3 separate regions of the Mus musculus genome follow, and regions 2 and 3 are each linked to region 1. The links are chromatin contacts, called in public HiChIP or PLAC-seq and promoter capture Hi-C maps. All regions are on one chromosome and are shown on one strand. Each heading gives the region's core, a stretch centred on a gene start, on an enhancer-like site or on the middle of the called end of the contact. The rest is flanking DNA. Distances are from core to core; before and after follow the strand shown. Region 1 overlaps Gm30319 (a long non-coding RNA gene). Region 2 overlaps Lgr4 (leucine-rich repeat-containing G protein-coupled receptor 4). Region 3 overlaps Lgr4 (leucine-rich repeat-containing G protein-coupled receptor 4).

The links. HiChIP or PLAC-seq counts read pairs in DNA pulled down with a chosen protein or histone mark. Capture Hi-C pulls out chosen DNA fragments and counts their contacts.
Region 2: a contact with region 1 is called in a promoter capture Hi-C map of liver. The contact joins two enhancer-like sites. A contact is called at or near these places in 1 of 39 promoter capture datasets (liver), 1 of 115 datasets of contacts at active chromatin or transcription factors (hepatocytes) and 2 of 9 other capture datasets (liver and pancreatic islet).
Region 3: an H3K27ac HiChIP or PLAC-seq map of hepatocytes shows a contact between it and region 1, with 3 times the contacts expected there. The contact joins two enhancer-like sites. A contact is called at or near these places in 5 of 39 promoter capture datasets (the C10 cell line, cranial neural crest, frontonasal cranial neural crest and 1 more), 3 of 484 Hi-C or Micro-C datasets (all in liver), 1 of 115 datasets of contacts at active chromatin or transcription factors (hepatocytes) and 2 of 9 other capture datasets (adipose tissue and pancreatic islet).

What each region holds. Positions count from the first base shown.
Region 1 is chr2:110,317,868-110,320,799 of GRCm38.p6, forward strand. Gm30319 (a long non-coding RNA gene) reads left to right here. Exons shown (of 5, transcript XR_003953886.1): 2 at 1,043-1,129. Among named protein-coding and RNA genes, the nearest start is that of Bbox1, 14 kb to the left of the region's middle. Within about 2 kb of position 1,599, at least 5 of the 459 cell types and tissues checked have an H3K27ac peak or open chromatin away from gene starts, as enhancers often do. A contact at or near this core is called in hepatocytes and liver, where this site is marked.
Region 2 is chr2:110,003,315-110,006,405 of GRCm38.p6, forward strand. It overlaps Lgr4 (leucine-rich repeat-containing G protein-coupled receptor 4), which reads left to right. Exons shown (of 18, transcript NM_172671.2): 12 at 140-205; 13 at 1,237-1,308. Among named protein-coding and RNA genes, the nearest start is that of Ccdc34, 13 kb to the right of the region's middle. Within about 2 kb of position 1,542, at least 20 of the 459 cell types and tissues checked have an H3K27ac peak or open chromatin away from gene starts, as enhancers often do. A contact at or near this core is called in hepatocytes and liver, where this site is marked.
Region 3 is chr2:109,930,930-109,934,306 of GRCm38.p6, forward strand. All of the region lies in intron 1 of Lgr4 (leucine-rich repeat-containing G protein-coupled receptor 4), which reads left to right. Among named protein-coding and RNA genes, the nearest start is that of Lgr4, 15 kb to the left of the region's middle. Within about 2 kb of position 1,797, at least 35 of the 459 cell types and tissues checked have an H3K27ac peak or open chromatin away from gene starts, as enhancers often do. A contact at or near this core is called in hepatocytes and liver, where this site is marked.

The DNA of each region.
Region 1 (2,932 bases), core at 349-2,848:
TAAAAGAGGAACACAAATATGTAAAGTCTGCCATAGGCCTCATAGCAGCACAGCTGTCACAGCTACCACACCATCCAAGGGCTTCAACCAGGAAAACAGAGGGGATGTTCTCAGTAGTCACGGGGACATAAGTGAAGAGTAAGGCCATCCAGAATAGCCTAAGGATTCTGCTGGGACAATGGTAGAGGTAGTTCTGCCAAAAGGCCAGTGTAAGCCCCTCACAACCCCAAAGACCTCCAACTGCTAGGTTGCACTCACAGAACACAGCCCTAATGGCTGGACCAAGCCTCAATCCTATAGAGTAAAAAGCCCAAGCTCAAGATTTGAAATTCCACCAATCTCTTGATTTGCCCTAAGCTCTCAACTTGAAATCTCACCAATCCCTTTCCTGGAAATACCCGCACCCAGGAAACCCTATATAAACTGTCTTTTGCTCTATTCTCTTGCCCAAGCAGAGGCAGCCACCCTCCTGGGTTCTTTTCTCCCAATAAGTCTTTTGTATGAGGTTCGGTGTGTGGTATGATTTTGTGGTATTTCTTGGCTCCCCATTGATAGGATACTTTACCCTTCAGAGTTGTAATTCTTTGGGGAAACCTTCCTCAGCTGGAGCAGAGCTGTAACACTTTGGAAAACCTTTTACCACCTGGCCTGGAGCAGAACTATAACCAGGGAAGCCTTAGAGCTGTAACACTTACCAGAAACACCTTTGAGTCTTTCCAATAATAATTACTTTGTGATCAATAACTGTTAGTAGTTATTTTTGAGAATTAAAACTTAATAAGCAAGTTCTGAAATTTTAGTCATTTAACTTTGAAGAATTTTGTGAGAAAAAACCCCCCAGCAACCTGCTAATGAACAAAATGTATTGATATTATGGTTAAAATAGGCAATTTGATGTTTAAAATAGTGTTTCTATATGCAGAAATGTTTGTCTAGGTCATCTGTCAGTGGACTAGGACTTCCACAAGGGCCTTGTGCAGATTTGGCACTGTTCTTACATTAAGCACTCGCAACCAGTAACATGGACCTTGTTCTTCAGCAGGATTCCATCACACCATGACAGAAAGGCTGGTTTAATCTGTTGGACCAAAGGACCTGGCCCAGAGTCTACATCACCTCTCTACTCTAGGTAATGTTATAGAATACAGTACAAGATACACTAGGTTTCTAAAGACTTGTGTATGCTTCTCTGGTCTGTGAGAATTCATTCCCTTTCTTCTGTCCACAGAAGTGCTACACCTTTAGTAGATGTGTGTAAGTTGATAGTCAAGGCCAATCTATATTTATGTGTTATTTAGATAGATGAAGTTAGAGAAATATGGACTCATTTGAATTTCTTAGTGTGTGATGGAAACTGGAATGTGAAGAGATGTGGAAGAATCTAGGATTTCAGGCTTCAGTCTGAGGACTGGGATCTAAAGAATGGTTCCTTCACTACTCTGACAAATTTTGGTCTAGAACATAAAGAATCTTGGAATAAAGGCTATAATGAAGGTACTTTTCAACTTTAAAGGACGGAACATATTTACTAGTCATGTTATATAAACAATGCCATACTAGTAAATGCTTAACTAGAGTCTCTTGGAAAACAAACATGAAAGCAAACATTCACTCCACTGTAGTGTTTGCTGTTTATTGTGATCAAAGATCAAAATGAAGCTAGGCTGACTTATTTTAGTCTACTAACATAATGTTAAATGGAAATTTGGGAAGACTGGTGTATAATTAGTTTTCTCAAACATGTAAGAATTGACTCCAGAGCATTAATGTTTAAATTGTAAGCTTTTGTCCATATGGTATAATGACCTTAATCAGTACTCCTATCATGAGCTCCTAATGCTCCGCCTTAGTGCATAGAAAATACCAGCACACAGCACGCTCTTTTAAACACCTCTCATATAAAAGGTCTGTTAATCATGTGACTCTAGGCACATCATCAATCTACAAATTAATCTGTACTTCACATCTTGCTTGACTAAAGGAGAGAAAGCATTTGAAGAAATCTAGCACAATTCTTGGCACTTTATTTACAACCAATAAATGTTGCTGAAAGAATGAATCATAGGCATCAAGTAAATTTTAATTTTTTTTATTATCATCTTTGGGGAAAATTCAAGCTTTTTAGTTTAAGCTGTTCATAGATGTCTGCAATTTTCTGCATTTGCCTTTAAATCAGAGCCTTTTCTTAGAGAACGCCAGTGGTAGACATCTCATTTTCATGAAGTCCCCAAGGGAGCAAGGCTCACACTGCGTTACTCTTTTTAGAAAGATTGGTAAAATTCCACTTGGCTACATGTCTGTTATCTGAGTCCAGGGAAGGAAAGTTTGTTTTTAGGCTCTGACTTTGTTCTCAGCTGTATTTTGTTTCCCAAGACAGTAACAGAAAAAGGGCTCTGAATTAAAACTTGAGATTTAGTTATTCCGTATGTTGCCCTCTGTGAGGAATGTTTTAAGTTTCGAAAATGAGTGTGTACAAAACAAGGAAGTGCAGAAGATTCAGTGGTGCTCTCAGAAATTTGTCTAATTCCATAAAACCTTCTTTGTGAGAAGTAATTTCTAGGTGTAATTTCTAGCCCATTGGTTGATGAGTTATATAAGCACTGCTGTTTTCTTTGTCTTTTATAGCTGCAGGTATCCAGATTTCAGAGAGGGTTTTTCCTCCTAAATTATTATGTTTCATGGCTGCTTTTCCAACCTTATATGAACAGCTTCTTCATGCTTGATACTTTACCTGACACATAGGAGAATGAATGGCTTCTAAACATGTCAAAGCTCTTGTCTGCGAGTCTTACTTTGCTAGTAAAAACTAGTAATTTCTCCAAAAGAACTTCAAAAAAGGAGAACCCATGATGAGAAAAATAAACATCTTGAAAACTCATTTGGATAGATGGCTGAATGGAAAAGCAGATTTGTAAATATGAACATCATTTTG
Region 2 (3,091 bases), core at 292-2,791, 310 kb before region 1:
AAATTCTCAATTCTGTGGTGGAGCCCTACGAAACCAAAGCTTGCTTTCTTGCTTAGCTATTCTCATTGGAAGACCTTAATGTTGCTTTCAATACTTCTAGGCATCGCACTTTTAATATAAGTTGTTCTGTTGTTTTTAGGGACTTATCTTATAACGATATAAGAGACCTTCCAAGTTTTAATGGTTGTCGTGCATTGGAAGAAATGTAAGTTGGCCATTTGACTTTGACTTACCTCTTTTTTTTTTTTTTTTTGTGGCTTACTGTTAGTTCACTGATGTGAATTCACCAATAGTGAATTGTTGCAAGAAATCAAAAGTTCATATAGTCAAATGTTTCTGCAAATAAAATGTCCTGTATCTGATGTTTTAGTACAGTGAGCATTTCTTTCATGATTTTTTTTTCTATTACCTGGGAAATGTGTCTTGAAATGAAGTTAATCCAATCTTTATGTTTCTATTATGGAACTGTTTTAAATTTATTTTAAATTTTTTTCCTAGTTCGTTCGCTCTGTAATATCAATAATCTGAGGGTATGTTCTTAGACACAGAACTAATCCTGCTGTCTCTAACAATTGTGATTTCCTGCTAACAAAATAGGCTTCTGGCTATTAGACATTCTATCAGATGTAAGAGAAAGGTAGTTATATCAGAAAACAGAAAAATATACTCTAGCTACTGTGGAAAACAAATCTGATGCCAGAATCCTATATGATGTAGCCAGGGAAGCTCAGGTGGAGCCTGCTCCGATATGAGAAGGAATATTAATACTTTTCTATTTTCTCCTCTCTTTTTCACTTTCTCTTTCCACTCCTCTCCATATTCCTCCCTCCCCTCCCTCCCTCCCCTCCCCTTCCTCCTACGCTCTTCCCTCTCCTCCCTATGCTATATTTTATGCCTGTTTTCAAAGCTTCTCTCACTGTGTCATCTTTCTTCTCTCACATCTTTGTAAGACTGGTGGGAATTTAGATAGGGTACCAGTTAACTCCCAGTATAACTTCAAATGAAGTATCAGTTTAACATTTTCATTTTATAGATAAATTATAGTTTTTACTTTCAACAAGATCAGTATTACATATAAATATGTAAAATTAGAAAAAAATCCAGAATATTATTTTTCAAAATATAATTTTCCTTCTTTCTACAAAGAAAAGTGTTTATTAATTTTTCTCTAACCTACCTCTTTTCTCCCATCCTTTTTTTTTTGTTTGTTTTTTTGTTTTTTGTTTTGTTTTTTAGTTCATTGCAGCGTAATCAAATCTCCCTGATAAAGGAAACTACTTTTCAAGGCCTAACATCCCTAAGGATTCTGTAAGTTTGTGTATGACTACTAATGACAAAAGACCTGTCAAGCTCTAAATTCACATATCATGATTGTTTTAGGTTTACTGTTGCTGTGGTAAAACACCGTGAGAAAAACAACTTAAGGGAGAAAGGGTTGGCTTGGCTCCCAGTTCCAGGTTATGGTTACTGCAGGAATGCCAGGGGCAAGGAATGAAAGAGGCTGGCTGCATGCATTCCACAGTCCAGGGCACACAGATGTCAGTGAATGCCAATAGGCTAGCCTTCTCCACTTGATACAGTCCCAGATTCTCTGCCTAGGAAATGGTGCCACCCACAGTAGATGGGTCTTCACACCTCAATTAATGAACCAAGGGAATCCCCTGTGAAGACACCCACAGGCTGACCTCATCTAGACAATTCCTCACTGAGACACCCTGCTGAAGTGATTTCATACTGTGTCAAGTTGATAATTAAAACTGTCACAACGATTTTCATGTTACTAGCAACACTTTAAAAATGATTGACATTTTATAAACAGCATTTAGCCCTTACCTGTGATACTTCATAAAGAAACTACTTTTGGTATGTCATAGCTCATCGATGATACTGGTCCTCAGCCAATAACATGATTATCATTTCAAAGAAGAAACTTAGTTGATTTCAAGTTTGAGGTTTGGTGCTTCATTAGAGCAAGGGTAGGCTGATCCCCAGCCCATATGCTGACTGCAGCTTGCCTCCAATAGTTATGAACATTGTGGGAACACGGCCAGGCCTCATGTTGATTTAAGCTGTGTTTCTCATGCTGTGGTACAAATGATCATTAGCAGAAGAAACTATGAGATCCAGAAGGTGAAAGGTCTACTCCTTGGCTTTTATACAAAGAAAAGTTTGCTAGCCCTGCTGTGGAGTGCCTGTCTTGTCAAATATGCTTCATTCGAAGCATGTGTACCCATTTAAAACACTTATATTTGAATGCATATTTGTTCCTGGTAGTCTATTAAGCCTGGGAACATGGAAATGACTAAGTTCAGAAAATATAATGCACACAATTTTTAAATATAAAAACATCTTTGAAAAATTGACACAGGAGAAATTACATTGAATGAATCTGCTTTCTTTAGTGGGTCTCTTTTAAGAAATAAAACAGGCTGGAGTTGTGGCTTGGTGTATCTGTCACAAGGCTCTGAGTGCATTCTCCAGGGGAGGGACCAGTTCCTATCTACCACCAGTTTCGAGCACTGATAAATGACAACTAAAAGCTGGTCATTTCTTGAGTTTGTGCTAGGAATTTACCCAGTCTTTTAATTAATGTTAAGGACCAGTTTAAATGTGACACTATTTCTCTGGTTTATGATTGCTATGGTATCAGAATTTGTCAAGGTGTGTCTGAGAAGTAGGGCTAGCTCTGACATTGATAGTTTTATTTCCTGCTCTGGGGAAGAGTGATAGCGGAAGCCCTTTGGAATGCTCTTGTTTGCTTAGTGATTATTTGTCATCTCTTGGGGCCTTACAACTAAGCTTTGAGAAGGCAAACAATATGAAGCCCCGCCCCACCCCCTTTTTCTTTTTAAAAGTTGTCAGGACAGTGTTTTTTCCTGTCCTGGTTAATAGTATTAAAGGCAATACCATATTGTAGTTATTTCAATACTGGTACCAGAAGATAAAGTAGAGAAAATTCACAACTGATTTGAAAGAGATGCGAGCTACAATTACTACTACAGGGAACATATTCTAAAAAGACTTGTAAAAAAGAGACAGTGACTGTAAGGATGTGAAAAATGTTGTTGGGCAAGATGGAAGGTCTTGGTTA
Region 3 (3,377 bases), core at 547-3,046, 390 kb before region 1:
CCTTCAATTTGTACAAATCCTCCAATCTCAGTGTCCTGAGACCACAGGCCTGACACTCCCCCTGCAGGCTGCCAACAGGACATAGGCCTTGAGTCTTGGGATAAGTGTCCATTAATAAGAGCATATAAGTTTCAATCTGAATGCTTTAAAACTGTGGCAAGGTTTGTTTTTGCAGACCATTTGCATCCTAGTTAATTTAGTACCCAACAAGCTAAACTTGTTAAAAACTGAATTTGTTTAGAAGTTTGTACTTTTAAAAGAAAATTATGTAGCATCCTTTTGATTCATGACAACTGCTCTGATACCCTGAAGACAGGTGCAGAAGTGACCATTATAAAACATTTTACCAACAGTGAACTCTTTGGATTGTTTGGGTATCTGTGTTTGAAAAGTATGAGTTTTGAAAAAAAAAATGGAGTTTTGGTGAGGAATTGCTGGATCTGCCTTCTGCATTAGGCATGTTTTATGTGCTGACTATAATTTCTAAAATAGGCATTTAGGTCCCATCTAAAGGGTTCGTATTTTATGGCTTAGCAAAGTGAGATTTGTAAGGATTAGGTAATTTGCTCAAACATCCATACTTAGTGAGTGTTGGTTTGGATGCTCGGGCGCTCTGTACTCATTTGCTCCTCTGTGCTGTTTGCTTGGGTGTTTGATAGTTTATCATAAGAGTAAAGAGTGGGGGAAAATGTCAGGGCTGGTGAGATGGCTCGGTGGTAAGGGCACATGCCATCAGACCTTACATACAGCCCGAGTTCCATCTGTGGAACCCACACGTAGGAGGGAGAGAAATAACTCCTTCTTGCAAGTTGTCCCTGGATGTCACATGGGAGCCATGGCACAGGGCATGCACAGGTACACAAGCACACACCCATGGCACAGGGCATGCACAGGTACACAAGCACACACACAAAAGAAGTGTTAAAAAAAAGCGCAAAGTTTTAGGTTATTAGAGGAAAAGAAAGCATTCTCTAAAGCCCCTAAAACACCCCTACACATCTGTATTTGTGGGAGACTGACTGGATTAGGGCACCTAGTGTTAACATCTTTGCACTCATGTGTATGATGCAGGCTTTTATTTGTAGCAGATTTTTTTTTGTTTTGTTTTGAGAAGTATCAGCCTCTCTCATTTTCACTCCCTCTCACTCTAACTCCTGCTTTTTATTTATCTGCATTCAAAAGACTTGACCTCAGAGGGAAGACGTGGGAGGGGTGGGGGACTGAGCAAGATCAAGGTACAGTAAGGTACAGTGTATGTGTGTATGAAAATATCATAATGAGGTCTGTTCTTTTGTACAGCAGATATCTGCTAGTAAATGTTTAAAGGAAACAAAACCTGAGGGAATGCAGAAGTCTGATGTTGAGCACCAGCAGAGAGCCCCAGTCACTGGATAGTGAGTGGGCATTTTGACTGACTTCCTCTCTTACCGTGTATATGTGGTATAAGAGGGTCGCGGCTGCTGCAGACTCACTCTTCTGTTTCTCAAGGAGCAGGTCTCTCAGTGTGCTGCTTTAAAGCGAAGCCTTGAGGGAGACGAAAACCGGAGTGTGCGGTGGGGCGCTTTCCTATAGCTGCCCCTTTTCACTCACTGGAATTTCCTGTCTCTCCTGGGGAAGATGTTTTTATAGGGAAGTCAGCATAAAAGCGAATCACCCATGAGCCTTCCCCCCGCCCCCCGGGGGCATTTCATTTACTCAGCTTGGGATTAATTTAGTTGGTACTCTTTAGTTGACTTGAGCACTGTGTTTGTTGATAGTGTGAGCTGATGTTTATTAAGCTGTTAATATTTTACAGACTTCATGAGTTCCGGTTGGATCTATGCACACTTTCTCCTTTAGCAGCAGGGCTATTCATGGTAGGGTCTGTGGTCATGATTTCAGAGTTTTGGTGATTGCCAGCGCCATCCTGGAGAGCCATTTGCTTGCTGATTCTAAAGGTGCTTTTTTTTCCCCCCTTTTCTTTCTCTCTCCTGGAAGTGTTAACTTTTGTTTGTTTGTTTGTTTTTGTTTCACTTACATTACATTGGCCTGAAGAGGTCTGCAGTCTCTCTGGCTTTTCAGAGAAATCCTTGCCATCTTCCTGCTGTTAACTTGCTCGTTACGAATGTCACCGCGTGTTTCCCATGTGGTGTCCGTGGCTCTCCTAATGACACTCACTCTCTGATAGATGTTCTCTTGACCATTTATAAAACCCAGAAGCCTAATGGGGTGTGCTTGTGTGAGGGCTGCCATCACAGGGGAGGAGAGGCGCAGCTTTGCAGGAGGACCTGTTGGGCTTGACTCATAAGATCAGAGGATAGCCAGGCCTGGGGCTTCATACCTGCAGATCTGGAGGTCACCTGCAGTACTAAAGCCAGAGCGGCTACAGAGACTTCAGTCCTTCCCAAAAAGGAAAGGAAAGGAAAAAGCCAAGCCAAGCCAGGGTTATTTGGTTGAGTGAGTTTTACACCACTGTCTTCCAGTGCTGTCCTGCAGGAGATGAATCACCCCCCTCACCTGTCTTAGATATTTGGAAACATTCATTTCGTAGAGCAGGAGTTACTTCTGGAGAGGGTTTTGTTTGGTCCACTGCTTGACATGTCCTGAGCCAAGTAGATTGTGGATTACAAAGGGGCCTGAAAGATCACATAGTGCGGTGAAAGTGAAGCCCCGTTTTTTATATAAGTTCCACTCTTCCCACATGAAGACATTCCTTGAGAAAGATAAGTCAGTGTCTTTCTCTTTCCCCCCTCCTCCCCCTGCGCGCGCACACACACACACACACACACACAGAGAGAGAGAGAGAGAGACACACACACAAAGCATGCAGGCATACACGGACAATGCCCTTACAGGCATATGTTTACATCTACCTGTTTGTAGTCTTGATTTTTTTTTTTTTTCTGTACTAAAGCTTTGGATTACGTAAGTTATCATCATCCTTTTGTTAGTGTTTGCTTCCTTCAGAACTTCCATTCCAGTCCCTCTCAGTGCACCTTTAAAGAACTGGAGGACCTGAGCTGGGAGCTGGGCCTGGTGGATTATAAATTCAGGCACTTGGGAAGCGGAGGCAGAAGGATGTGAGCTCAAGGCAACTTGGACTGTATATGTATAGAAAGGTACTATCTCAGAAAAAAATAAAAAGGAAGGGTGTGAGGAGGAGAAAGAAGGGGGGAAAGAAGATAGTTTATCTGGTTCCCATTCCCTTTCACAGGTGAGAAAGCCGTTTCTGTAACTTTCCCAGGACCATACTCAACCCTCAGAGTAAGTCAAGAGCAGGAACTGAGAGGTCATCAGAGAGGGTGTCCTCTTAGAGCTGGTAACTCTCCAGCATCTAGTGAGACTTCTTTCTGACTCGTGCTGTTACAGCTTGTGCTGCCAGATAGATGGTAAATGCG